7 separate regions of the Mus musculus genome follow, and all the other regions are linked to region 7. Evidence: chromatin contacts called from public promoter capture Hi-C data. All regions are on one chromosome and are shown on one strand. Each heading gives the region's core, a stretch centred on a gene start, on an enhancer-like site or on the middle of the called end of the contact. The rest is flanking DNA. Distances are from core to core; before and after follow the strand shown. Region 1 holds the start of Tubd1 (tubulin, delta 1). Region 2 overlaps Med13 (mediator complex subunit 13). Region 3 holds the start of Wfdc21 (WAP four-disulfide core domain 21). Region 4 holds the start of Prr11 (proline rich 11). Region 5 holds the start of Smg8 (smg-8 homolog, nonsense mediated mRNA decay factor (C. elegans)). Region 6 holds the start of Rnft1 (ring finger protein, transmembrane 1). Region 7 holds the start of Usp32 (ubiquitin specific peptidase 32).

Region 1 (3,505 bases), core at 22-2,521, 1.4 Mb before region 7:
CAGAGAGAGAGAGAGAGAGAGGGAGAGAGAGAGAGAGAGCTGGATGCCCTCATCTCCTGTGCATTTGCATAAGTGCTCACATTCACACACATGTGCATATATACTCACACACATAAATAATCTAAAGGAAATATGATCCTGAAGGAATTCTTTGTATACATTTCACACTACATGGACATCAGAAGTTAGCTCAACAATAGAACATTCAATAACATTAATTTTCTGTTTTCTCACCAACCGTCTTCTGGCCCGGAAAGCACAGTTAAGATCAATAAGCCCAGTCATGGTGGCTATACCTTTAATTCCAGTACTCAAGAGACAGAGGTAGGCAGATCTCTGAGTTTGAGGACACAGAGAGTTCCAGGACAGCCAGGGCCACATAAAGAAATCCTGTCTCTGAAAACCAAAAACCAAACCAACTAGCATAAAGTTGGATCCAGGCATAGTGGTGCAAGCCTTTCAACCCAACAACACTTGGGAGGCTGAGGCAGACCGATCTCTGTGAGTTTGCACCTACACAGTGCGTTCCAGGACAGCCAGAGCTACATAGCGAGATCGTGTCTCGGAAAGAAAAGAAAGAAAAACAAAGTTGGAGCTTAGAGAAAGACCAGATAAAATATGAAACTAAATCTTTATTATTTTTAAACGACGTTGTTTGTTTTTAGACAACATCTCTCTATGTAGCCCAGTTACGCCTGAAACTGTCTAATTAGTCTGGGCTGACTTGAAACACATGATCCTTCTGCCTCAGCCTCTCGGAGAACAGGGACTATTTTAAAAAGAGTATTTTTGATAAGTGCTTCACATCAAGTCTATGTAGCCCCGGAAAGGAGCAGAGGCTTGTGAACCAGATTTTCAACTTAACGTCTAAGACTGCATTGTAGGTAATTCTATTCTCACTTTACAGTTAAGGAAATTGAGTTACCGAAGGGTTATGTAACTTTTCCAAGCCACTGAATTAGCAAATAGCAAAGACAAGAGTCTCTCTTTGCCTTTCTTCCCTATCAGCTCCCCGGTAACCCCACACTCACTGACAGCTCTGCGACCGGCAGTTTCAGTTCGGTTCAAACTTCAGAAGACCAACCCTCTCACTACGCGCATGCTCACTTTCAATACTTTAAAAAAAAAAACTACTTAGAACAAATAAATGCGCTCGCTCCTTATGCGAAGAGCTCTGCTGAGGGCTTGTCTTTTTTCGACCCTCGTTTCCCTTCTTCTATTTAGGAAGGCTAATCACGCATGTTCAATTTCAATTTATCAACTTCAGATATGGTACGCATGCTCCGTGTCCGGCAAACGCCTTAGACAGAAACGCGCAAGCTGTACTTTCCCGGCTTGGCTTCGGACGGTGTTCTGCGCATGCTCCTGCCAGTACCTGGCCCCGGGAGCTAATGCTACGCATGTCCGCTGCCCACTGTATGGCTTCAGAAGACTTTGTACGCATGCGCCGGAGCTGAACTTGAGGAGCCAGTCTGGGGCCTAGGCGCAGACGCATTGAGCTTAAGCAGCCGGTGATGGCGGCAGCAGCCGTGGAGTCTGCGGCGGGTCCGGGCCCATGAGGCGACGACGGAGGCGGGACGGCTTTTACCTAGCGCCTGACTTCCGACACAGGGAAGCTGAGGACATGGCAGGAGTGTTTGACATAGACCTGGACCAGCCAGAAGATGCAGGCTCTGAGGATGAGCTGGAGGAGGGGGTGAGGCCCGGGGTCCCCGGGGTATGGGCGGCGGGGTGGGGGGGCAGCGGCGAGGTGACAGGGCCGGGGTGGCGGCGTGGGCCCGGGAAGCCTGGTGTGCCCGAGGGCGTGGAGACCCGGGGGGGACGCGAGCGGTCTCCGGGAGGAGCTGAGGCGCCGCGCGGCCGAGTCGGGGAGCGGGCGGGCGGGCGGACGGACCTGGCCCTAGGTGTGAGGCCTCTGCGGGGCGCGCAGGTGCAGGGCTCGCCCTGATCCCTAGCTGAGCGCTGCCCCGGAGCAATGTGTTTCTGGAGCGCCGAGGAGAAAAGGCGCGCGGTCGGCTTCTGGAGCTGTGGGGCTTGAGTGCGGCCCGGGTGGTGTGAGCGTGTGCTGGGGGTGGGGAGGGCCGATCTTGTTGGGGTGTCCCCCTTAGTGCAGGTGAGATGCGGAAGGGTTTCCCTGTGGAGTGTAAGATTGCAAGCCTTAAATCTTCAGACTCCCCACAACCACCTCTCTTCTCGGCCTGTCGCTTCTCTCCTAGGAAGCGCTCAGCTGTTAGAAGTGACAGCTGAAAACTTCTGTCGGGAGTAGCACTGCTGTGACAGCCACCAGGAGTTTTATTTCGGGAGCAAGGGGGCTCTGCTGCATCTTCCAGGGTTTGTTTGTTTGCCTTTTATTTTTAACCCCCCTTCCGTGTGACTTTTTAAAGGAAAAAAAAACCCCCATTCATAACGACACACGGCATTTGTAAGTTAATTCCCTTCAAGTTGAAGATGTCTATATTTTTTTTTCAGAATAATTTATGTAATTGTAGGGTGGGAAAAAAAGCGTTGACAGCTGTGATTTGTCTCGCCAAAAATAAATTGCTTGAACCGAGACTTGTGAATAGTGGTGTGAGGGTTTTCCTTGCTGAAGTTTAAATTTAGAGTCGCTTTTCTAGTGCACATCTTGGCTTTACCTTTGCTGTCCTAGTAGTTTGTTATTTATGTATACCATTTTTTCTACAGTAATACTTACTGAAACGTACATATTTTACACCAAGGGTTAAAAAAATACATCAAACTAAATAACCAATCTTGGACAAATGTCATCAGTAATAACCTCCTAGTGACTTTAAATGTCTTTAAGTCATCTGTAGAAGAATATGGGTTTATGGCTGATGTTAGATAGTTGCTGTATTTACATGGGGTCTCCTTCTCACCCCCAGTTTTCCTTTAGTGAATAAATTGTGCCCTTCTGGCAAACTATTGAAATGCTATGTATAAAGGACTTTGAACACTTTAGGAAATTAAGTGGGCCCACATAGATTATTCTTTTCATAATCAAGTGAGTCTCAGTTAGAATTTCAGAGTTCTAAATGTGGGTATTACACGCACTTTTTAATTTCATGTTTTCATGTGGAATTCCACTTAGCCTTTTAATCAGATGTGGTGAGTTCTAAATTTGAAGCACACACAGGATTACTTTAATTATAAATGTGATCCACTGTTCAGTTATATTGGTTCCATATGGCAGTGGTTTTGGAGTAGAGCCAGAGAGAAAACTGGTAAGGAGCACTTCTGTGAGTACTGTGATTAGTTGCTGGTGGAATTTTCAGTCTGGGTTTATCATCCTTGGAGAGTACAGTAGTGCATTACAGTTCTTGGTATGAACTGGATGGAGCCTTATTTCTTTTTCTCTCTCTCAGTGTGCTTCAGGAACAGTAGGTGCTTGAGTGTTGGCCTACTCTTGGGCTTTTGTTTTGCAGGAAGGATTCTGAAAGGATGTTGAGGAGGGGGACAGGAAAAGTGGATCAGAGGATGAAATGTGACCACAACCATAGGGGCAGGA
Region 2 (3,632 bases), core at 3-2,502, 1.2 Mb before region 7:
TTGACTTTTAGGGCCAAATATACTTTAGAAAGAAACTATAGCCCTTTATGAAAATTACTGGTTATGTTTATTTTAAACTCAGTGTAAGTGTATCTTTGACTAGATACTCTCGGAGGGAACCAAGTTCTAGTTTGATAAGAGTTTTGACAGCTAAATTGAAAATTTTTAAGGTCTTTAAAATTTTCTGTGTGAGCAGGGAGTGTAGGTGTGGGTGTAGATATGTGTGCCACCATGTTGTGTAGAGGTCAGAGGACAACGTTTTTGGAGTCCTGCTTCTTCCATCTTGGTGAGACAGGGTTTTACTGATTGTTTTGCCCTTAGGAAGCTTATTTCGGGCCACCTGGCCCTCTTTGTTTCTGACTGCTCCTATCTCTGCTCCCCTTCTTGGTGTAGGGGTGCTGGAATTACAGATGCACCACATCTAGTTTTTTTGTGTGGGTTCTGGAAATCGAACTGAGACTGACTAGTGTTTTTACTCTATCCCCGAGCCATCTCTCCTGCTCCTTAGGTCTTTTGAAAAAAAGCTTTCTTGTATGAAAGTTAGTTTTCTGTGGTTTATGGTTTTGAACTGTAGGATCTGTTTTATTTTGTATGAAATATAATCCAGAAATCATGTAGCCTTACTTAAATAAATACCTTAAGTTTACTCACAGGGTTTAGTCTTCTTGATAAAGTTGGCACAGCATCTGAATACACTTTTTTATTTGAGACGGAGTCTGTGTTGCCTTGAATTCAAAGCCCCCTTCAAGCTCAGCCTCAGTCCTGGTTGGTATTACAGCTGTGTGCTACTCTGTACAGCCTTGAACAAACCTTTCCATGGAACACATTTTATGCCCTTTGAACTCGTATTCCTTCTGGTTCCTGCTGGAATTAGAGATGTGTGCCATCAGACTAGGCTCCAGATAGCTCTATCTTGAACTAATACTTTCTAAGGTCAACATTTGTTTAAGAATGCGCCTTTTATATATTTTTAAGTCACCTTTTGTTTTTAATGAATTCTTCAGCATTTTGAGAGTGGTGCAGTTGTTTTATGATAGAGCATTCTGGCTTTCCTGAAATGTTACTGAAGAACCTAGTTCTTAGTTCTAAATATTATAATGTGTTTGTGATTTTGCTTGTTTTGAGACAGTGTTACACATAGTCCATTAGGGCTTTGAAGTCCTGATTTTCCTGCCTCCACTTCTCAATGCTAGGATCAAAGGTGTGTGCTACTACACTTGACTTATACAGTTTTAGATAGTAAAGAGATGAGTGTATATCTGTAAATGCATACTGTGTTGTCTGAGTGTGTATCAGTAGCCTTCGTGCCTTTTAGCAAGGTGTGCTTTCTGCTTCATGCACTAAATGCTAAGCATACAGCTTCCTTTTCCTTTCATTGACTTAGGTGAGAGTTATTTTAAACATTGAAATGATTCATGAAGTCACCTCAGTTAAAGTGTTTGTAGGTTGTTTGTTTGTTTACTTTCTTTTAAGTGCTAAGTATTGAATCTTGGGCCATGTGTATATATTAACCAAGTGCTCTACTGTTGACCTTTATCCCTGGCTCATTGTTAAAATGTTGATAGACTGTTTAGACACTGTTGTTAAATTGAAATGTTTAAGCAAACACAGTCAGTGTTAAAACTATAATGGTGCTCAGAGTGTTTGGCTAGCCTGAGTAAGGTCCTGGCTTTGAACTCCCAATACCACAAGAAATTATATGAATACCTTAAGTCTATGAGAGTTTAGTCTTCTTGGTAAAGTTGGCACAGCATCTGAATACACTTTATTATTTGAGACGGAGTCTTGTGGTGTTCCTTGAATTCAAAGCCCCCCTCAAGCTCAGCCTCAGTGCTGGTTGGTATTACAGCTGTGTGCTACTCTATACAGCCTTGAACAAACCTTTCCATGGAACACATTTTGTGTAATCAAAGATAAGTTTAAATACATAGTGTTTAGTTTTACCATAGTGATTCTAATGTTTTGAAGGTTAAAAGTCTATTAAAATAGAATATGAGCTGTTTAATAACAATGTATGTTGTTAAAACACTTTGTGTAGCTTTTTTCTTCTGGATTTGAGGTCATCAGAAGTGTGTTCTTAAGCAAAGCTTGGTTAGAGTTTAAAGTTTCTCCTTCCTTCTCCTTTAGCATAATTTTAAAATGACAATACCTGCACTCTAATACAGATACTGATCCTTGAATATAATCAAAATTTTGTTGCTGTCAGAGTCTGCTGACTGCTATTGAATAGCTAAATATTTTTATCAAAGTGGAAGTGACCCAAAGAGTGAGCACACACACTGTTGAGTAGCATGTGAGCATGTCCACTGTCTCAAAGCTAGCCCTGAACTCTTGGTTTACAAAGTCAGTGGTATTTATATAATGTTTTAGCTTCTTTTTAACCTGTTGTTTACTTTAGAATGTTACTTAGATCAGACTATCTTAAAGAATAATAAGGTCTTTTCAGATGGAGTATATTTATCTTGCCCTTTTTTTTTTTTTTTTTTTTTTTTTTTTTTGCTCCAGGGACACCGTCTGCCTCCCTTTTGGGGTAATTAGTGCGCCTCTGTGCTCTAGCTAACCCCCTTTTCATTTCTTCCCATCTGTGGCACTCGGTTCCCTTCTTTTAAGCTCCCTTGAGAAGAGAGCAGCTGGACAGTAGGGGTGGCATCAGCTGCATGAGGCAGTCCTGAGCTCCAAGTGGAGGTGTAGCAGTGAGGAAAGAGGACCAGGAAGGACCCAGGTGGTGACTAAGCAGCTAGTTAATTTGGCTTGGGCCTGCTCTTCTCAGTCAGTGTCCCTCTGTTTGGTTCAACACCTACTACTTCTTGTTACTGACATGTTTGTGATTATGGAAATATTGCCCTCCTTATAGGGGGTAGGAGGAGAAGGTAGGCAATCATTTTTGTAAAGATTAGAATTCTCTGTTTGTTTTTTTCCCACTGATGTGTTCAATAACAAAACCACAGAGTAGCCCCTTTATCTACTCTGTCTCATCTACAGCTGTTTTTAAGAATAATTTTCTTTGAGGTAATTTTAGATTTATATAAATCTTGGTAGGATAGAGTAGAGAGTGCCTGTGCATCTCTTACTTAACTTTTTTTTATTCTTAATATCTATGTCAGAATGATGGACTTTCTAAAACTCATAAATCAGTATTGTTATACTAAAATACCTAATCACTTGGATTTCTTTATTTTCACCTAGTTCTGTTGTTTTTAGGAGCTGGCCTGGGCTGCCAAATGATATTTACCTGCCCTCTTATTTTTTGCTCTTCTGGGCTTTGACAGTTTCTCGGGGAACCTCCCTGCTCCTTTTTGATGATTTTGACAGTTCTAAGAGTCTGGTGTCTAGTCAGGTTTCGCAGTGCATGTTAAATTTAACCTTCTCTTCTGCCTCACACCATTTAACACATTTCTGGGTTACTATTAAGTTTAGCTAATGTATAGACAGAAAACATAGACTGAGTAAATTGTATTCTACACTTTGAATTTTTGCTTATTTTGTATCAGTAGTACTTGATGCTGTTTCACAAAGTGATTTGGGAAGGTCTGGTGATTTTTGGATAAGGATTTGTGCTCATTGGTATTAGCTTAAGTATAACATTCCAGAAAGACATTTGTTAAAGAGAAAAATCCCTTGAATTTCAAAGC
Region 3 (3,711 bases), core at 693-3,192, 1.4 Mb after region 7:
GAAAGGAGGAAGGTTGCTTAAATGAAATCATTTCCCCCCACATGACAGTCCATGGAGCAGAGAAGGGCATATTCAGACTTGCTGGTTACCTTACAGTCACTCTGTGCGGTTAGTCTCCCTAGCTCTGTTTTATAGCCCTAAGTGTTTCTGGTGCTGTTGTTGCTTTGTGGTGAGAAAGCTGAAGATCTCTTGTCCCTAATCACAGTCGTTGGAGCAATCATTAAATATTTATGGTATTTTGCTGTATATGAAGCATTTAGGAAGGACATGGATGTAAAAAGGGCCTCTTAGAGCCTTCCAATGCAAGTAAGACTTATGTCTAAGGTACTGGAGACAGAGCAGTGTTTCACAAGTGTCCTGCAAGGTAGTTCTAGAAGACTCAAAGGGCTCAGAGGAGATAAAACATTATTTGTTGTTCGTCAGAAAAAGTAAGCCTTGGAGTACAGGGATATTGTCAAGAAAGAGTAGTGGGGGAAAGCAGGAGGGGTGCTGTGTGGAAAGATGCAAAAAGTCACAAGGGGAAATGTAGTAGGGTGGAACTTTGGGGAGGTCCGTGTGTGACCTGGGACACAGGACCTACAGAGGCACTCCCAGGACCAGAGACTGACTCTTCAAGTCCTACCCCTTAGACATATTATCTGCCACTCCCAGTTCCCCTGGAATAGGAGGAGTCAGGAGGATTGGCAAGTAGAGGTCTGGGCGAGTTTGGGAACAGGAGAAATAAATGTTGCAAAGGGCAAGCAGGCCATCAGGACCTGTGGATTTGGGATTTCACTTAATAAACTGAGAGAAGGTCATTTGGGAGGATTATCTGCTGCAAAGGCATAGACAGAACCAGGATCCAACTAGTAAGCACATCCAAGAAGGAAGAGGGGGTGGAGAGGGCTTCTGGGAAGCTTTTGCAATGGCAGGGCTGTGGAGTAATCAGGGATGGACACAGTGAGGCAACAGAGGGCAAAGGACGGAAGAGATGCAAACTGTTTCAAAAACAGGTAGTTGATGGAGTGAAGACGAGAGGCTAAACTCTATCTAAAGACATTTAGGGGCAAGCATTCAGTCCAAGATAATCCAGGGCTGGCTGGCTGTAGGATAGGGGTTGTGGGGTAGGGGTGGGCAGACAGCATCAGTCTGCAAAGGCGAGACTTTATTACAGAGGAGAGTGTGTCAGGAGTTTGATGAGGCTGTGGTCACAAAAGGGCTAAGGGAAGAATGGGCAGAGGATTAAGAGTAGTCCTTTGAGGCCAAATAAGATGGGGTGGATTGTGCTTGTAATCCCAGCATAGCAAGATGAAGCAGGAAGATTGCCATGTTGTTGAGGTCAGCCTGGGTTACACAGTCAGTTCCTGGCCAGCTTGGGCAAACATACAAACAAACAACAATGAAAACCCACGGCAACAAAACCCTTTCTGAGAATAATATTGGTAAAGAAGATTGAGATTGACCTGTGTCTAGCATAATTACAAGAATATTTTCTGTAGACAGGTCAAGGTAGACGCCAGTAGAGAAGGAGACGTCTGGGAGAGGGAGCTTGGCTGAGGAGCAAGCAGGAGGGGGGTCCAGTCAGGTGACCCAGGGAATGGAGAGAGGGAAAGCAGAAGAGGGATTCTGTTCTGGGGAATTCAGAGGTGACCATCAAGGAGGATCCTAAAGAGAACTCTTTCCTCCAGTTTCTCCCTCCTTCCTGCACACACTGGTTCTGGATGTCTTCTCACCCCTCACTTGAGGAAGAATAGTGCAACCGTGTTTGCCCAGACGTACCTAAAAGCTGCAGAGGTCTCACTGCAGCCTGCAGCTCCTGTACCTCTAGGCTGAGGGTGATGAGGGACACCAACAGAAGGAAGGCTCCTAGCTTCATGCTGCTGCTGAAGGATGTTAGCCAATACGCAGCAGGGCCAAGAGCTGCCAGAATTTAAACCTCTTCACCCACTGAGCTAGGCAGCAAGGCTAGGGGCGGGCCTGCACACCACAGAAGCCAAAGCCCCGCCTGGAAACCAGCATTGCCAGGGACACACACTATGTATGTCCTGGGTAGTGCCATCTTACTCAAGCCAAGCTCCGTGCCACAGAACACCCTCTGTTCCACAGATAGTCCTCCTAAAGTTGGAAAGCTGGGGTGGTAAGGGACTCTCGTTCCTTTTCAATGAAGTATTAGAGATCTACTCTGGGCCAGGAATGAGCTGTGATAAGGAATGTGTCCTCAGGGAATGACAATCCAGGAGCTGGGTGTCAGCTAGGACACCATCTGCTTTTGTACTTCTCTCTCCTTGCTCTAGGACAGTTGTTCCTGTAACTGAGGGCAGGGAGAGACCGTGGGAGAGCCAGTGGGGTGCGGCCACCTGTTGAGGAGACAGTAAGCCAGCGTCGTTCCCTCTGCCTTGATGCCATCATCTCTGCTGTTTGGAGCCTTCATTTTGGGGAACCCCAGCTGTCAATATCTACATCAAACCCTCCCAGGATGCCTCTCAGGCTGCACCACTGCTGTGCGACTTGGAGAGTGAGTGGGGTGAGAGTGACAACTAGCCCAGGTGTGAGCTTTCACTTCTTCCTTCTTGTAGACACGCCTGCTAATCCAGATGAGTGATTTGTAACTCAGACCATCTGTGGTTTGGGTGCCAGGGGAGATACCCTCTTCTTTCCCTGGTGGTGGGGGAGGAGCACACACAATGTGTCAATTTGATACAAGCTAGAGTTCCCAGAGAGAAAGGAGCCTCAGTGAAGAAGAGGCCTCTATGAGATCCAGCTCTAAGGCATTTTCTCAATTAGTGATCAATGGGAGAGGGCCCAGCCCATTGTGGGTGGTGCCATCCCTGGGCTGGTGGTGGTCCTAGCATCTCTAAGAAAGCAGACTGAGCAAGCCAGTAATCAGTTTCCTTCCATGGTTCTTGCCTCCAGGTTCCAGCCCTGCTTGAGTTCCTGTCCTGACTTCTTCCAATGATCTGGCAGTGTAAGCCAAAAAGCCCCTTTCCTCCCCAACTGGCTTTCTGGTCATGGTGTTTCATTGCAGTCATAGAAACCCTAAGTAAGACAAATACTGTAACTCATAAAATACCTTAACATGAAATGAGCTGGAAGCAGGGGGTAAGAGGGAGAGGGAGAAGTCACAGGATCAGTTTGTTGTGCCTTTGTAGGTGTCTGGGAAAATGGTTTATTTCAACAGTAGAGGGCAGGGGCCCTAAGTTTAATTCCTAGGAACACACACGCACACACGCACACGCACACGCACACGAGGGGAGAGAGGGAGGAAGAGAGGACTATCATTTCACAAGGACTATGGTTCCTAATTCTGGAGCTACAGGAAGAGTCTCTTCCTTTCATTTGTCACAGATCTTACATGCCACAAGCTGGAGGTCCTCTGACAAACAACTGATGCCATACACTGCTAGCTCTCTCAAGGGGGTTAGAAGACAGAGTTATGGGCCGTGCAGAAAGTATTTTTGCAAGCTGCTTTAACTCCACTCTGCCTAGCCCACTGGTGTACAATTTCTGCAATAGTCCAAAATCTGGTATATTACTGACTTCTCGTCACTGTGATAAAATACCTGGCTAATGTAACTGGAAGGAGGAAGGATTTTTTCTGGCTCCGCCCGGTTCACTATTTGAGGGTGTTGTCATCACGGTGGGGAAGGCATAGCAATCTATGCAGCTAGGACGTCTCACAGCTTTGCAGACGAGAAGAGGGAAAGAGAGACAGAGATAGTGAGACATGAAGTG
Region 4 (3,524 bases), core at 201-2,700, 2.0 Mb before region 7:
AAAAAGAAGTCTGAAGACAGAACAAGAAAACTAAGAAAAAAGGCGCGGCGATCTAGCGGGCAGTGGAAGGATGGGAGGGCGGGAATAAAGAGAACACTGATGGAGAATGACAAGGCCACTCGGCTGGACGCTCAGTGCACTCCAGCCTTGCCCGCAGCCGCTGAGGGCCTTCGTCCAGGGTTCTCCTTGCACAGAGGAAAGGAATTGAGCATCTAGGAAGCAGAAAGCCGGGCCTGGGGCAACGCCGCTCGCGCCCCGGGAAGGAGCTCCAGGCTCGGTCCCCGCGGCGGCTCCTCTCCCAAGCCGCAAAGAGCCCAGTCTGCGGAACCGCGGGCAAGTTTCTCGTGCAAGTCTAGCATCTTCTTTCAGACTGTCCCAGCTCGCCTGCGAGTAGGTGCATGGTGGACTTGAATTTCTCCGCGCCCCTAGACTTCTGCCCCACCTCATCCTCCATCCCCCTTTTCGGGAGACGTAAACGACCTCTCTCCTCCTCCGAGCTATTAAAGACCGTTCCAGTCACGCTTGGGCAAGGAAGGTAGAAATTCGTGAGGCGGTATCTGTGCCGGGCGCGGCTCCTGGAGCCGATGAAGGAGAAAACCAGGACCAGGGAATTACAAAGGCCCCACACCCTCAACATCTCCCGCCATTTCCCTCACGAGTTCCCCGGATGTAACCCCTTCCCCCGCGGCGGTTAAGAGACCAAGGCGGCGGTAGCTCCCGTAGGTGCAGAAAGAAGGAACTCAATTCAGGTTCCAGCTTCCACAACCCAGTTTCAGGAGACTCTAAAATGCGCTTCACCTTCTAGGCCATCGGTGGAGCACATTAATTACCCAGTAGGTTTCCTTCACTCTCCACTCACCATCAGTTCCAGCTTATCGACCTCCGCCTCCATATTGAATAGTTGACATTCCTCAGACCGCTGAGGCGCTTAAGCTGTAAGCCGTGCTAGCACTGAGGCCCTCCATTGGACAGCTGTCACTCAACGTCTTGCGCTCATTGGCTAGTACGTTCCATCGGCGCCCGCCCATTGGCGCCTGGGTAACGCCCCTCGTTATAAAACGCACTTTCCTGTTGGACAAAGACACAAAACGCCGCAGGGGGATTGGCTGCTGAATATATGAATTTTTCCATTGGCTGCCTTATGGTCCCTACTTTCAAGTTCATACTTGGAAAAGAGTTTGCGATTGGTGTACTCGGAAGCAGCAGCAGCCAATGACATAAAAGCTTCCACTGCGGGCCTAGGCGACGTGACACACCTCCTTTTCTCTCCGGCTTCCCCGCCCCTTCTCGCCCGCCTTTCCTTATTCATACAAGAAGCGCCTCAGTTCCGATTGGCCAGGATGTGATGCTCTTTTGGCCAATCGTAGTCCAAGCTGTGCTTTGATCCTTTCAAGACAACGAACCCTGTAGAGACCACGTCTACGATTGGTCGCTCGTCGGCAAAGATTTAATTTTGAAATTTTCTTTATGGTGTGGAAGAGGCTTAGGCCCGAACTTCGTCTAATCCCCAGGCTCTTAGACTAGTAAGTGCAACGACGTTTTTTCTCTTTGTTACCTGGTCCCGTCTTCCGTTACTCGAACTGTTGATGACTGGGTTCTTATGGAGGTGGGGTCTTGAGCTGGACAGGGAAGGGAGATGGAGCAGAAAAGGAAAGGTTTCGGGCAGGAGAAGAGCTCCGCTGGCAACATCTGAGACACATTTTTTATTTAACACTGCAATATATAGTTTGAAGTGATTGCCTTTTTGCTCAGTCTTTGTCGTAACTTTTTGCTTCTCAAAGGGGGCCCACCGACTGGCGGTAATTGGCTTCTCTGGGCGCTAGCGAAAAATGCAAATTATAGGAATCTACCCAAATTTCCTATCACAATGTTTATTTAACCAGATGCTCTCCCCAGCCATTCTTCAGCGCATTTACGTTTATGGAGAAGTATTTTATGTCAGGTAATTTTACAGTGTTCCATGATGCAAAATGACTTCTGACATCTACTTTAAAAGTATACCCCTTTTACTGTGTGTCTAGTAGTGTGCTGGGTAAGACTAAGGACCTGTGGTCACTCTGAGAAAGACACAGGGAAGAACCGGGTGGGGTTGGGGATAGCAATGCTTCACGACTTAAAACAAAATTGACTATAGGACAATGGCAGAGATCATGCTTCAGCATTCAAGGCAAACCAACTAAACTGATGATGGAAATTAAATTGACTAGAGGGGGATGTAAAACATGTGTTTTAGAATAGTGATGATGAAGTAAATCTGTCACTTATGCTGCTGCTACAGTTTTAGAAGTGCCCCTGGCCAAAGACCTTTCCATATAACTGATGGAGTTCTTAAAGAACCAGCAGTGTCAACTCATGAAGAAGACTAATTATATTGTTCTGAGACAGGAGCTTGTGTATCAACAACTAACCCAGACTTTTTTAAATTTTATTTTTTCAGATAAGGATGTATATTTAAATATAAAACAGAAATATTTTAAGTACTATTAAGTGTTTCAAAATACCTGTCTTTTTTGTTTGTTTGGTTGGTTGGTTGGCTGGTTGGTTTTGGTTTTTCGAGACAGGGTTTCTCTGTATAGCCCCAATTGTCCTGGAACTCCCTCTGTAGACCAGGCTGCCCATGAACTCAGAAATCCGCCTCCCTCTGCCTCCCAAGTGCTGGGATTAAAGGCGTGTACCATCACTGCCTGGCTTCAAAGTACCTGTCTTAAAACAAACCTTTCATTTTGGGTAATTGTATAAAGCCTGTTAAAGTTACTATAGCCCCATAGTCTATTAGAAAAAGTCATGGTCTCTGGAGACTTATAGGTCTTCATTATACTTCATTGTATTATATTAGGCAGATAGCTAGTCTAAGCCTCAGCTTAATTTTGTATAACACTAGGACTAAAATCTTCCTTGTCAGGGATTGAAACCTTTGAGGACATTGAACATTAGCTGAGGAAAAGTAGGTTGTACCCCACTTGAGGGGGCATTTAACAAATGGTCCCTCCCACTATGACATCTGCCTATCATAGTAGGTGCTCATTATATGTTGCTGAATCACAAACCTATCTTTTAATATAATATAATCCACTACAGCCATTTTCTCTATTGTAAGAAAAGCAAAGGGCTAAGTACTGTAGTCACTCAGTAATAGACCACTTGCCTGGGTTTGGTCTCCAGCCGGGAAGAGGGACTTGCAGGGAATAAAGAGAAATTAATTTGACTTCATGAATAAAACCACAAAAGCAAGGTGAGGGGCTAATGTAAAGCCAAAGGGAAAGATTCTGCAGAGACATTGTAATCTGAGTTTACAACTTCTTCCATTTGAAGTGGTTTCTAGAATCCTGGTTACTTTCTCTCTGGCTTTTGGTTTTATCTTGTTTTATGAGACAGGGTCTCGTGTACCTAGGCTGGGCTTGAATAAGTCTATCCATAAGTCTTGATCTACCTGTCTCCACCTTCCGAGTAGTGAGTACGGGTGTACCTCGGATTTTAGATGTCTTAGATACAGGATCACTTATGTATCTTAAGATGTTCTTCAA
Region 5 (3,613 bases), core at 721-3,220, 1.9 Mb before region 7:
ACTCTTTAAAAAGACCTATCACAGCTCTATGCACAGTGAGTACTCTGTGTTTATGCTGTTATATTGCTACTATTTGACTTTCTAAGTAAGATTTCCATGAATGTAAGTGACCACCACCACCTCCTCCTCCTTCTCCTCCTCCTCCTCCTCCTCCTCCTCCTCCTCCTCCTCCTCCTCCTTCATTTTTCCTTCGAGACAGGGTTTCACTGTAACTGTCCTGGAACTCACTTTGTAGACTAGGCTAGCCTCAAACTCAGAAATTCGCCTGCCTCTGCATCCCGAGTGCTGAGATTAAAGGCATGTGCCACCATACTCGGCTTAAGTGACCTACTTCTATGTCTAGCTTAAAACCATAAGTATTGTAAGAAGTGAAAAGCATGGATGGTATACATCTGTAATGCCAGCACTTGGGGTGTGAAGATAGACCAATCAGGAGGGACAAGAGTTCCAGGGCAATTGAACCTACAATGGGTTGGGGAGGGAGAAGGAGAAAGAAAGAATCTATTACAAATGTAGTCAGTGGTAGAGCACTTGCCTAGCATTCACAAAGACATGAATTAGATCCCCAGCAACACACACGCACACTTATTCATATTTCCACTATGCTAAATTATTAGATTAATTTTCCACAATTGGTTTGTTTGTTTGTTTGAGACAGAGTTCCTCTGGGTAGCCTTGGCTGTCCTGGAACTCAGTCTGTTGGCCAGGCTGGCCTCAAATTCAGTTCAGAGATCCACCTGCCTCTGCCTCCCTAGAATTTTCTACAATTCTTTTGTTGATGTTTATCTTTTTGTTTTGAAACAGATTTTTTTATTTTTTGGTTTTTCGAGACAGAGTTTCTCTGTGTAGCTCTGGCTGTCCTGTAGACCAGGTTGGCCTTGAACTCAGAAATCCGCCTGCCTCTGCCTCCGGAGTGCTGGGATTAAAGGAGCGTGCCACCACGACTTACAGTTTTCTTACAGTTCAGACTGGCATTGAATTTGAGACATAGCTCAGGATGATCTTGAACTTCTAATCATTCTGGCACCTCCCAAGTGCTGGGTTTGCAGCATGGGCCACTATACCCAGTTTATACTGGTGCTGAGGATAGAACACAGGACTTCCTGCATACTAGACACGTAGCTCTCCACCTCCACGTCTTCTATTTCTTAAAGATTAATTTTGGAGTGTGTGTGTGTGTGTGTGTGTGTGTGTGTGTGTGTGTGTGTGTTTTGCAGGCCATGGGTGCTGCAAAACAAGAGCTCCTTTTCTCTGTAAGAGCAATATCTGAATGTTGGAATCACAGAAGTGCAACAATGTGTTTGGTGCTCTCGCTCCTCCCTCCTGTCCTTTCTTTTTTGTTTTCTTTTCTTTATGGAGACAGGGTCTTGGTATGTTATCAGGCTAGCACAGCTGCTGTGCTCAAGAATCCTTCTTCCTTGCTGGGTGGTAGTGGTGCATGCTTTTAATCGCAGCATTTAAGAGGTAGAATGGGGGCATGGGGGAGAAAGGAGGAAAGGAAGAAAGGAAGGAAGGAAGGAAGGAAGGAAGTTAGGAAGGAAGGAGAGGGAGAGAGAGAGGAGAGGGAGGGAGGAAAGGAGGAAGGAGGAAGGAAGAAAGAAAGAAAGAAAGAAAGAAAGAAAGAAAGAAAGAAAGAAAAAGAAATTAAGAAATTCTCCTGCCTCAGTCTTCAGAAAAGGTGAGAGTATGATCAACCACCCACGCTGAGCTGTTAGAAGAATCAGTTGGAACTGTTGTGGGTTTTGGCGTATTCTTTAAAACTGAAACGGCAACCAATCTAGCTTTCGATATCTTAAACTCGAGTTGAGTAAACGTAGCGCTAAGACCTTGCAAGGGACACGAAAAGGCAAAGGGGTGGAAGGGAGTGTTGGGGGGAGGGACAGACACCCGGAACTCAAGGACTAACAGGCGGAGGAGGGATTTCACAATAGGACCGGGTGGGTTGGGATCAGCGAGGGACCGGAAGAACGCTAGAGGAAGCTCTTTCTCCGCCATGGCGGGGCCGGTCAGCTTGCGCGAGCTGCTCATGGGGGCGTCGGCCTGGCTGGGCTCTGAGAGTCCTGGAGGCCCCTCCGCTGAAGGCGGGGGAAACGCGGCTGGCACGCCCGAGCCCCCGTGGAGGGAGGATGAGATCTGCGTGGTGGGAATCTTCGGCAAGACGGCTCTGCGCCTCAACTCCGAGAAGTTCTCTCTGGTGAATACTGTGTGCGATCGACAGGTTTTCCCACTCTTTCACCATCAGGATCCTGGAGATCCAGGAACTGGAATCAAGACCAAAGCTGTCTCTGTCGGAGAGGCGGGAGGAGCCGGAGACCCCGGGGCTGCAGCCGGGGATTCACTTCGCGGAGGTATGGCTACGGCGGAAGGTAACCGAGCTGAGCCAGGTCCCCAGGACTTCAGTCTTTTGCAGGCCTATTACAATCAGGAAAGCAAAGTTCTGTATCTTATTCTCACTTCCATCTGTGACAACTCACAGCTTCTGCGTGCTTGTCGGGCCCTCCAGAGCGGTGAAGCCGGAGGGGGCCTCTCTTTACCTCATGCAGAAACACACGAGTTCTGGAAGCATCAGGAGAAGTTACAGTGTCTCAGCCTCCTTTACCTCTTCTCTGTCTGTCATATCTTGCTCCTGGTCCATCCGACGTGTTCCTTTGACATCACTTATGATCGTGTATTCAGAGCCCTGGATGGACTGAGACAGAAAGTACTACCCCTCCTCAAAACAGCCATTAAGGATTGCCCAGTTGGCAAAGACTGGAAGTTAAACTGCCGACCTTGCCCACCTAGACTCCTCTTCCTCTTTCAACTCAATGGGGCCCTTAAGGTGGAACCGCCTCGGAGCCAGGATACAGCTCATCCAGATAAACCCAAGAAGCACTCTCCCAAAAGAAGGCTGCAGCATGCCCTGGAGGACCAGATCTATAGAATCTTTCGCAAGAGTCGAGTCTTGACTAATCAGAGTATCAACTGCCTCTTTACGGTACCTGCCAACCAAGCTTTTGTGTACATAGTCCCCGGAAGCCAGGAGGAGGACCCAATTGGCATGTTGCTGGACCAGCTTAGGAGCCATTGTACCGTGAAAGACCCAGAATCGTTGTTGGTGCCCGCACCCCTTTCTGGACCTAGGCGGTACCAAGCGATGAGACAGCACAGCCGCCAACAGCTCTCCTTCCACATTGATAGCAGCACCTCGAGTTCTTCAGGCCAGCTAGTGGATTTCACTCTTCGAGAATTCCTGTGGCAGCACGTGGAGCTGGTCCTAAGCAAAAAAGGTTTTGATGACAGTGTGGGCAGGAACCCACAGCCTTCCCATTTTGAACTGCCCACTTACCAGAAGTGGATCTCTGCAGCAGCAAAGTTGTATGAAGTGGCTATCGATGGGAAGGAAGAGGACTTGGGCTCCCCCACTGGGGAGCTAACATCTAAGATTTTAAGCAGTATTAAAGTCTTAGAAGGGTTTTTGGATATAGACACAAAATTCTCGGAAAACCGGTGCCAAAAAGCTTTACCCATGGCTCATAGTGCCTACCAGTCAAACTTGCCGCATAATTACACCATGACAGTCCATAAGAATCAGCTTGCTCAGGCTCTTCGGGTATACAGTCAGCATGCTCGA
Region 6 (3,805 bases), core at 189-2,688, 1.3 Mb before region 7:
TCTCTAAAATGTCTTTGCTTCAGGACTCTTTCTCCTTAAAAGTAAAATCAAAGAGCAGAAAGCATTCTAAGTTAATCACAAGCAGTGCATCGGTTCATTAGGTGTCCTTTGTTCACTAAAGGGGCAGTTGACAGTCACAGACAAGTTTCAGGTCCTTCAATCTTTGCAACTGTCAAAGCTCTGCTGCCCTGCCCCACTCCAACCTCGAAGTCCAACTTGGCAAACCAAGAGTTTTGAACCAGGGGCTACTTAAAGTACAAAGCACTGCAGATGTCTTGATTTTTCAAATGTGCCAAAAGACATCAGCAAAGAGTCAAAGGGGTGCCCAGCAGATACCACAGTGAATAGCAGCACTAATGCTGAATAAGTTGGCTCATGTACTCTGAGGCAGAGTCCACATCAGGAAGTTTGCTAAGGGTGGGTGAGATGGCTGGGTAAGTCAAGACCTTTAATTTGAGTTAAATCCCCTAAACTCATATGGTGGAAGCAATGAACTGACTCCCACAAGTCCTCTGACACACACACTAAATAAATACAATAGATTTTTTTTTACAGATTCATTAATGTTTAGAAGGAAAAAAATCAGTGCCTTAATTAAGCATCAACAAAGATAATAAACACTTCATTTTATGCTGAAACAGCTTCCACAAAGCTAATAAGGTTTTCAGTAATTAATGGTGCCACCGAGAATATTGCTTCTCCTTCCAAAAGAATGTTAGTCAAATGCCTTTGAAAGAGGACCCTTAGGGGGAGTCATCACGTAATTGCTAAGTGATGCTTTAGTCTAAATAAGGAGTTAGCCTCCCGAATAAAAATGCCACCATCGGCTTGGTTAGGGGTGTCAGAAGAGAGGCTGTGGGCAGGGCAAGATCCCTACGTGATCCAGTGTGGATCTCGGACCAGGGTGCCAGAATCGTGCTGTCGCCCGACGAAACGCAGAGCCCACCGCCGGGCCTCTCCCGTTTCCCCCGCGATGGAGCTAGCTGCGGCGGAGGCTGGCTGGCTGAAACCGTGCAGTTACTGTGTGACGTTTCGAAGAGGCTCGGAAGCCACAGCGGCTCTATCGCCTCACTCTCTGAAGAGCGACTTGGGACAGGACAGTTTGTGTCTCTGCTATTAAAAAAGAAACACAAAACCTGCCCTCCTTCATACATAAACAAGAAAAGGGGAAAGGGAGAAAGAAAAGTCAACGCCAACTCTTCCGGAATCCGCGAGGACAGAGTTCTCCACCCACGTCCGAGCTTCGGCTCTTCTCCCCGGAAACCCTCCGCCTCACCCCCTTCCCCAGGCCTGACCTCTCATGACCAGGAGCGGGCGGCCTCGGCAGCCACAATACCAACAGCCCGACACGCGGCCGCAAGCCCTTCTCGCCAAGCCTTCAGCCTCGGACGCCACCAGCAGCGCTCGGCCTGGCCCCGCGGCGGCGCGCGCGCTCCCTAGACGTCGTCACGCGCGGCCCGCCTTCGCCGGGCCACGCCCTCGCCCAGTGGAAGAAGGAGCCTCTAGGCCCCGCCCCGCGCTCATCCCGGCCCCGCCCTTCCCAGCAGAGAAGGGAACCTTTAGGCCCTGTCCCGAGTCCCTAGCCCCGCCTTCACTGGGAGGAGGAGGAGGAGGGCGCATCTAGGCCCCGCCCTGAACATCGTAGACCCGCCCTGTCGCCCTGTGGCCCTGTTGGTGATGTTATACGAGTGGCGTAGTGGCGGACGTGTGTGCTAATTAAGTCTGCGTGGCTGTCACGTCTTGCGTGTATTAGTGATCAGTCACACGCTTCGGAGTCCTTCAGTACTTGAGGTTGAAAATGGGTAGGTCCAGGAACCTGCTCGGCAGCGGGCTGCGTACCGGGAGCCGCGATCTGGCTTCCGGCTGCGTGTTGCTAGCTACGCCAGACCCGCTGGGCTGCCTGGGCAGAGAGGTTGTGTGACCTGGATTCGGGTTCCAAGCCTGAAGTTGAACAGTGTGCCCTAGTTCGTGCCAGAACCGGGTGCCAGAACTGGATATCAGACGCGCCAGGAAGTTTGTGAGGCCCTGGAAGTAGATTTAGAAAACCCCGTGTTGGCGAGCAGGGAACTCGACTTCTAAAATAAAGGCTACTAAAGGGGAAAAAAGATACTACAAGGAAAAAAAAAAAAAACACAGTTCTGGAAAATCTAGGACATCATATGTATAACAGGATTCCTATGATTCTTGAAATTAAGTATTTCATCGGAGGCTGACGTGACTAGGCAAAAGTCTGGCGTTTTGCACACACTTGGCTTTTTGCAGAGACACTTCTGAGTTACGTGTCCAGTAATTTTGTCTTTCTACCTGACTTAAACCTTTCAAATACCTTGTCAAAATCTCCTTAGCCATGAAATTTTGTCTTCCTTTCATAGTAGTATAACTGAATCTACTGGTTTTAGCCTCAGCCCTTCATTCATCTTGAGACTATTCTTAAATTTCTCTCAAGTCAAAAAGCACTTTAAAAAATCCCAATGCTCTTTTGGATCTGCTTCTCTCTGTGACCAGCACATTAGCACTCTCTTTTTTTAAGACTTGGTCCCAAGTAGAACAGGCCTATTTGTGCCTGTGCGTGATGGTGACAGGTAGTGCCTGAACTGGTACGACAGAGGACACTTTTGGGAAATTTTCTCTCCTACCTTTATTTGGGTTCCAGGGAGCCAACTGAGACTGCAAATTTTGTGCACAGCAGAGATCCTATGTGAGTAGTTTTATTTTAAACTAAAATGAACGTATGATAAGCATTAGTGGCTCATGATTGTAATCCTAGAATTTTGAAGACTAAGACAGAAAGATGCTGTGAGTTCCAGGCCAATCTATGATACAGAGTAAAACTCTTTTTTTTTTTTTTTAAAGATTTATTTATTTATTATATGTAAGTACACTGTAGCTGTCTTCAGACACTCCAGAAGAGGGCATCAGATCTTGTTACAGATGGTTGTGAGCCACCACGTGGTTGCTGGGATTTGAACTCTGGACCTTCGGAAGAGCAGTCGGGTGCTCTTACCCACTGAGCCATCTCACCAGCCCCAGAGTAAAACTCTAAATCTCAAAAAATAACATAAATGCAAATTTAGGCAGCAGGAAAATCATGAAATGTCACATAATCACGCCCCAACGACAGCAGAACAACAGTTTGTAAACTTAATATACCTAATGTTCAAATTCCCATTTTATTTTTTTATGTATTTATTTTAGATTCATTTAGTATGTATACAACGTTCTCCCTGTATATATGCCTGCACACCAGAAGAAGGCACCAGATCTCATTACAGATGGTTGTGAGCCACCACATGGTTGCTGGGAATTGAACTCAGGACTTCTGGAAGAGCAGCCAGTGCTGTTAACCTCTGAGCCATCTCTCCAGCCCCAAATTCCCATTTTAACAATATAACACACTGAAGGCATATCAGTACATACTGGAAATTTATTAGTACATTTTATTCAAATACCTTGACTAAACAGTCACAGATTTGAAAGAGAGCACTTGAGATGAGCTTTGATTTCTGGGATAAGATTTCTTTTCACTCGAATCCGGAATATTAGAAACGGCGTTTTCATTCTAATTAGTTAGTTAAGAAAGCAAGGCTCGTGCCAGGCAAGATGTGCCTGCTGGTACAGCAGTGGCACAGAACAAGGGGAACCAACCACAGGAGGGAATTCAGATCAAGTACTGTCAACCTGGTCATGGCTCAGGAGGTCACAGGCCCTAAGGAGGAACCTACTGCTGTTCTAATAAGGGACATGTCAAACTGCCTTCTGAATATGCTTATATCCATAGACTAGTACTGCCCTCCGTTTGGGCCAA
Region 7 (3,577 bases), core at 110-2,609:
ACACCACATTTTGTTTACTAACTTATGACATTTATTTTTAACGTTTTGACTATTGTATATACTATAAATGCTGAGTGCATAAATAGCTGTTCACACATCCCTTTAAAGACATACTTCGGGACTATATACTGAGAAGTGGAATTGCTGAACCACATGCCTGATATGCTACAACACAATGAGCCATGTTAAGTGAAATAAGCCAGTCACAGGAGAAATGTAGTTGCCTTGATGAACCAACATTACTGTTGAAAGTTTCAGTTCTCTACTAGATCAAGTAGTCCTGAAGATAAACTAAGACTGAATAACGATGTAAATGTTAATGCTACTAAATTCACACACACACACTATATACATATGTATTATACATAAAATATATGTATTTTAAAGCAAGCTACTCAGTTTTGAACTGTCTCATTTTTAGAGGGCAAGTGTTTGGTTGAAGCATGAAGGTGGCAGGGCTGGGTGTGGTGTTTCTTGTAGAACCAGTACATGGGAAACTGAGGCACGCGAATCTACAAGTTCGAGGACAGCCTGGGTTACAAAGCAGAACCCTGCGTCAGAAACAAACACCCAAAACAAAACATCTAATGCGGCTTAAAAAAATTGGGGGAGGGAGGCAACAGGTTCAGAGGGAAAAATGGACCAACATAGTGGCTTGGGCCTCTGAAAGAAAAGCTAAGGCAGCCGCGTTTGGAGAATGGGAAGGCGTAGAAAGTAAAATACTGCGACAAGGTCCACTGCCCTGTCCTGAGGCTCCATCTCTAGAAGGAAAAAGAGGTATCTTCTCAGAGAAGCCGTGAGTCTCATCTTCCACTTCTGCCAACATCCCCCGAACGTTAGGGGTCCCCCGCCTGCCCGCTCCTTTTGTCGCCCGCACCGCTTTCCTCAGACCCCCCCTGCTCCCTAACATTCCCCTAGTCTTCCAAGGTGGGTCGCGGCCACCGCAGCACCAACCGTCATCGCTCCGGCCCCGCCCGTCGAACGCCAGAACGTGGGGGGCGGGAAGACCCGTCCTCGGGCGCCCCGGAAGTCACTGCCCTCTTGGCCAGCTGAGCGCCGCGGCGGGATTCGAGGCCTAGGATTGGCAGGAAGATAGGGATGACGTGCTACGTGTGGCGAGGCCGCCCCGCCCCCCCTGCGCGCTCTTAGCGTGGGGTGGGGCGGAGCGTGGCCCCCCGGCGGCCATTACCCGGAACCGTCCCGGGCCTTGGGTCAGGTGACCCGCGGCGGTGCTGGCGGGAGGGCGGGGTGGGGGCGGAAGGGAGGAGAGGAGGAGTGAGGCGAGACGCGAAGGGAGGAGAGAGAGGAGAAGGGCGGAGTAGGAGGGAGGGGAAGGGGGCGGGGTGGGAGCGGGTCACGTGACTCGGCATGGAGGCGGCGGCGGCGGCCGGGAGGAGTCGCTGGGGCAGAAGCCGCACTTGTTAGTGTTGGGGGAGGAGGGGGCCGGGGACGCCGACACCGTCAGCCGGCGACGCCGCGAAGGAGGCGGGAGGGGGGTGGGGGCGAAAGCAGGCTCCGACCCCCGGCCGAGGGGATGAGGGGAGCATGGGCGCCAAGGAGTCACGGATCGGATTCCTCAGCTACGAGGAGGCGCTGAGGAGAGGTGAGGGGGAGGGGTCGAGTGAGCTGCGGGGAGGCCAGCGCGGAGCGCCCAGGGGTGGGTGGCCGGAGGGAGAGGAGGCTGGGGCGTGGGGTGCCTGGCGAAGGACCCGGGAGGCCAGCCGTGGGAATATCGAGGGCAGGGAGGTGGAAGGGGAAGCGGGGTGTGGGAATTGGGGCACTAGGGGAGGGGGCGAAGCTTTGGCAGTGACGGGGGTACCGGGCGCTGGCTGGCCATTGCCGGTGCACTCGGTTGGCGTTGTTATCTTGTTTAGGTGCAGGGAAGCCCTGACCATCGGTTCTTGGGTGGCTCAACCCTTCCAGGCCCCCTCATCCTTCAGTGCCATTTTCTCATATCACTCTTTCATTTAAAAAAAAAAAAAAAAGCCTCCGACAACATCCTAATCTGGTTTCTAACAGCATTGGCTGGAGGAGAAGACAGGGCGTTCTGTTTTGCTCCTGGAAGTCCTTTTCTATTAGGGAGCCTCTGGTTTTCCCAGGGTCTTTGCCTCTCTGTTGAGGGCGATGACTATCCTTCCATTTACTCCTGCCATCCTTCACCCTTTGAGCGGTTGACTTTGATTAAGAACGACCTGAAAGTGAAGTTGTGTTTAAGGTGAGAACAGATTAGACAGCTGATGTTCATAAGACCTTGTCTTAGGTTTCCTCTCCTCGGACATTGATCAGACGGTTTTAGTACACTTGATTCCCAGTTCTTACCCCCTCGCTCCCTTAAAATGGCATTCGGAAACCCAGCATTGTGATACTGTATTACAGCTCCCTTCAGAGACTGGCCTTGCTGTCAACGGCTGCTGCTCTTGGCTCTGATTCACACTGTGTTGTTAATAGCCCCCAACCCCCTACCACTTACTCTGATACGATTGTCAGTGTAAAGCTCGTGCTAACTGGAAGTGTCTTGCACAGTTTATGGCCGGAATGTGACTTAATTTTTCATGACTGAGATTTGAGAGTGTGTCTGTGTGGTGCTTGTAGTTCTCTTTGATGTTTAATGGATTTTCTTGGTAAGAAGTGAAAAACATTAAGCAGATTAGTGGCCAGACATTATTGTTAACAGATTTCTAAGACCAAAATAAATAAATAAATAAATAAATAAGTAAATTCAGTCATGCGCCAGGTGTTTTTAGTAGCTTGGGATAGAAACTTAAAATATGATGAAAAAGACATTTTAAAGTGAGGATTTAGAAATGAGATCTAGTTCATATACAAAGAGAAATAAGTTCATTGGACCCACAACCTAATAAACAGAAAATAAGATACAGAATTGTAGCTGCATCAATTTTGGGGCTGAGCAGAATAGCGAAAATACACCTTTTAGTGGTTCTTCCTTACCATATCTGCATGATGATTATTCTTTTTTTTTTTTGTTTTGTTTTGTTTTGTTTTTTCGAGACAGGGTTTCTCTGTGTAGCCCTGGCTGTCCTGGAACTCACTTTGTAGACCAGGCTGGCCTCGAACTCAGAAATCCACCTGCCTCTGCCCCCCCAAGTGCTGGGATTAAAGGCGTGCACCTCCACCGCCCGGCTGCATGATGATTATTCTTAAGTACAATCTTACTTGAACTTTTTCTCTCTGTTTCAGTATGAGAAATATTCCAAATTCTTGATTTATTTCCAACCCTAGTAGACCAGTCACTTCCTGAATTCTGTTGAGCTTGACAGGTCTGGGGGCAATTAGTCTATGGCTTACATGGCATGAAATAGGGCACAGTCAAATGATTTACAGCTGTTCAGAAGTGTTCCTTAAGTTTAAGGGTGTGAATACCAGTGATATACCTGGCGTTAAGAAATTCTAAAATTAAACTTTTATTCCAGCTCTTGTTGATTTACTTTATATCAAATTAAGATTGTGTATTTTGTTTTTTTGAGACAGGGTTTCTCTATGTAGGCCTGACTGTCTGAACATCATTTTGTAGATCATGCTGGCCTTAAACTCAGAGATTCACCTGCCTCTTCCTCCC

The links. Promoter capture Hi-C pulls out the DNA fragments that hold promoters and counts their contacts.
Region 1: a contact with region 7 is called in a promoter capture Hi-C map of embryonic stem cells, with 6 times the contacts expected there. The contact joins the promoter of Tubd1 here to the promoter of Usp32 in region 7. A contact is called at or near these places in 5 of 39 promoter capture datasets (embryonic stem cells, hippocampal neurons, liver and 1 more), 1 of 484 Hi-C or Micro-C datasets (B cells), 1 of 115 datasets of contacts at active chromatin or transcription factors (astrocytes) and 1 of 9 other capture datasets (pancreatic islet).
Region 2: a contact with region 7 is called in a promoter capture Hi-C map of liver, with 6 times the contacts expected there. The contact joins the enhancer-like site here to the promoter of Usp32 in region 7. A contact is called at or near these places in 5 of 39 promoter capture datasets (the C10 cell line, hippocampal neurons, liver and 1 more), 1 of 484 Hi-C or Micro-C datasets (embryonic stem cells) and 2 of 115 datasets of contacts at active chromatin or transcription factors (astrocytes and stem cell-derived neural progenitor cells).
Region 3: a contact with region 7 is called in a promoter capture Hi-C map of pre-B cells, with 4 times the contacts expected there. The contact joins the promoter of Wfdc21 here to the promoter of Usp32 in region 7. A contact is called at or near these places in 2 of 39 promoter capture datasets (liver and pre-B cells).
Region 4: a promoter capture Hi-C map of liver shows a contact between it and region 7, with 8 times the contacts expected there. The contact joins the promoter of Prr11 here to the promoter of Usp32 in region 7. A contact is called at or near these places in 6 of 39 promoter capture datasets (the C10 cell line, frontonasal cranial neural crest, hippocampal neurons and 2 more) and 1 of 9 other capture datasets (adipose tissue).
Region 5: a promoter capture Hi-C map of liver shows a contact between it and region 7, with 12 times the contacts expected there. The contact joins the promoter of Smg8 here to the promoter of Usp32 in region 7. A contact is called at or near these places in 4 of 39 promoter capture datasets (hippocampal neurons, liver and pre-B cells).
Region 6: a promoter capture Hi-C map of liver shows a contact between it and region 7, with 8 times the contacts expected there. The contact joins the promoter of Rnft1 here to the promoter of Usp32 in region 7. A contact is called at or near these places in 3 of 39 promoter capture datasets (hippocampal neurons, liver and pre-B cells) and 1 of 484 Hi-C or Micro-C datasets (B cells).

The regions. Positions count from the first base shown.
Region 1 is chr11:86,542,757-86,546,261 of GRCm38.p6, reverse strand. Tubd1 (tubulin, delta 1) reads right to left here and starts at 1,271. Exons shown (of 9, transcript NM_019756.3): 1 at 1,032-1,271. Rps6kb1 (ribosomal protein S6 kinase, polypeptide 1) reads left to right here and starts at 1,455. Exons shown (of 15, transcript NM_001114334.2): 1 at 1,455-1,696. The coding sequence starts at 1,556.
Region 2 is chr11:86,350,986-86,354,617 of GRCm38.p6, reverse strand. The region is part of intron 2 of Med13 (mediator complex subunit 13); the gene reads left to right. Among named protein-coding and RNA genes, the nearest start is that of Med13, 4.8 kb to the left of the region's middle. Within about 2 kb of position 1,252, at least 13 of the 459 cell types and tissues checked have an H3K27ac peak or open chromatin away from gene starts, as enhancers often do. A contact at or near this core is called in liver, where this site is marked.
Region 3 is chr11:83,745,171-83,748,881 of GRCm38.p6, reverse strand. It overlaps Wfdc21 (WAP four-disulfide core domain 21), which reads right to left and starts at 1,942. Exons shown (of 3, transcript NM_183249.2): 1 at 1,759-1,942. The coding sequence starts at 1,855.
Region 4 is chr11:87,106,640-87,110,163 of GRCm38.p6, reverse strand. Prr11 (proline rich 11) reads left to right here and starts at 1,450. Exons shown (of 10, transcript NM_175563.5): 1 at 1,450-1,523. Ska2 (spindle and kinetochore associated complex subunit 2) reads right to left here and starts at 903. Exons shown (of 4, transcript NM_025377.3): 1 at 860-903. The coding sequence starts at 892.
Region 5 is chr11:87,085,134-87,088,746 of GRCm38.p6, reverse strand. Smg8 (smg-8 homolog, nonsense mediated mRNA decay factor (C. elegans)) reads left to right here and starts at 1,970. Exons shown (of 4, transcript NM_024262.1): 1 at 1,970-3,613. The coding sequence starts at 1,994.
Region 6 is chr11:86,482,290-86,486,094 of GRCm38.p6, reverse strand. Rnft1 (ring finger protein, transmembrane 1) reads right to left here and starts at 1,438. Exons shown (of 9, transcript NM_029788.5): 1 at 1,296-1,438; 2 at 1-34.
Region 7 is chr11:85,137,737-85,141,313 of GRCm38.p6, reverse strand. It overlaps Usp32 (ubiquitin specific peptidase 32), which reads left to right and starts at 1,359. Exons shown (of 34, transcript NM_001029934.1): 1 at 1,359-1,603. The coding sequence starts at 1,546. It also overlaps a transcript of 1700125H20Rik not described here.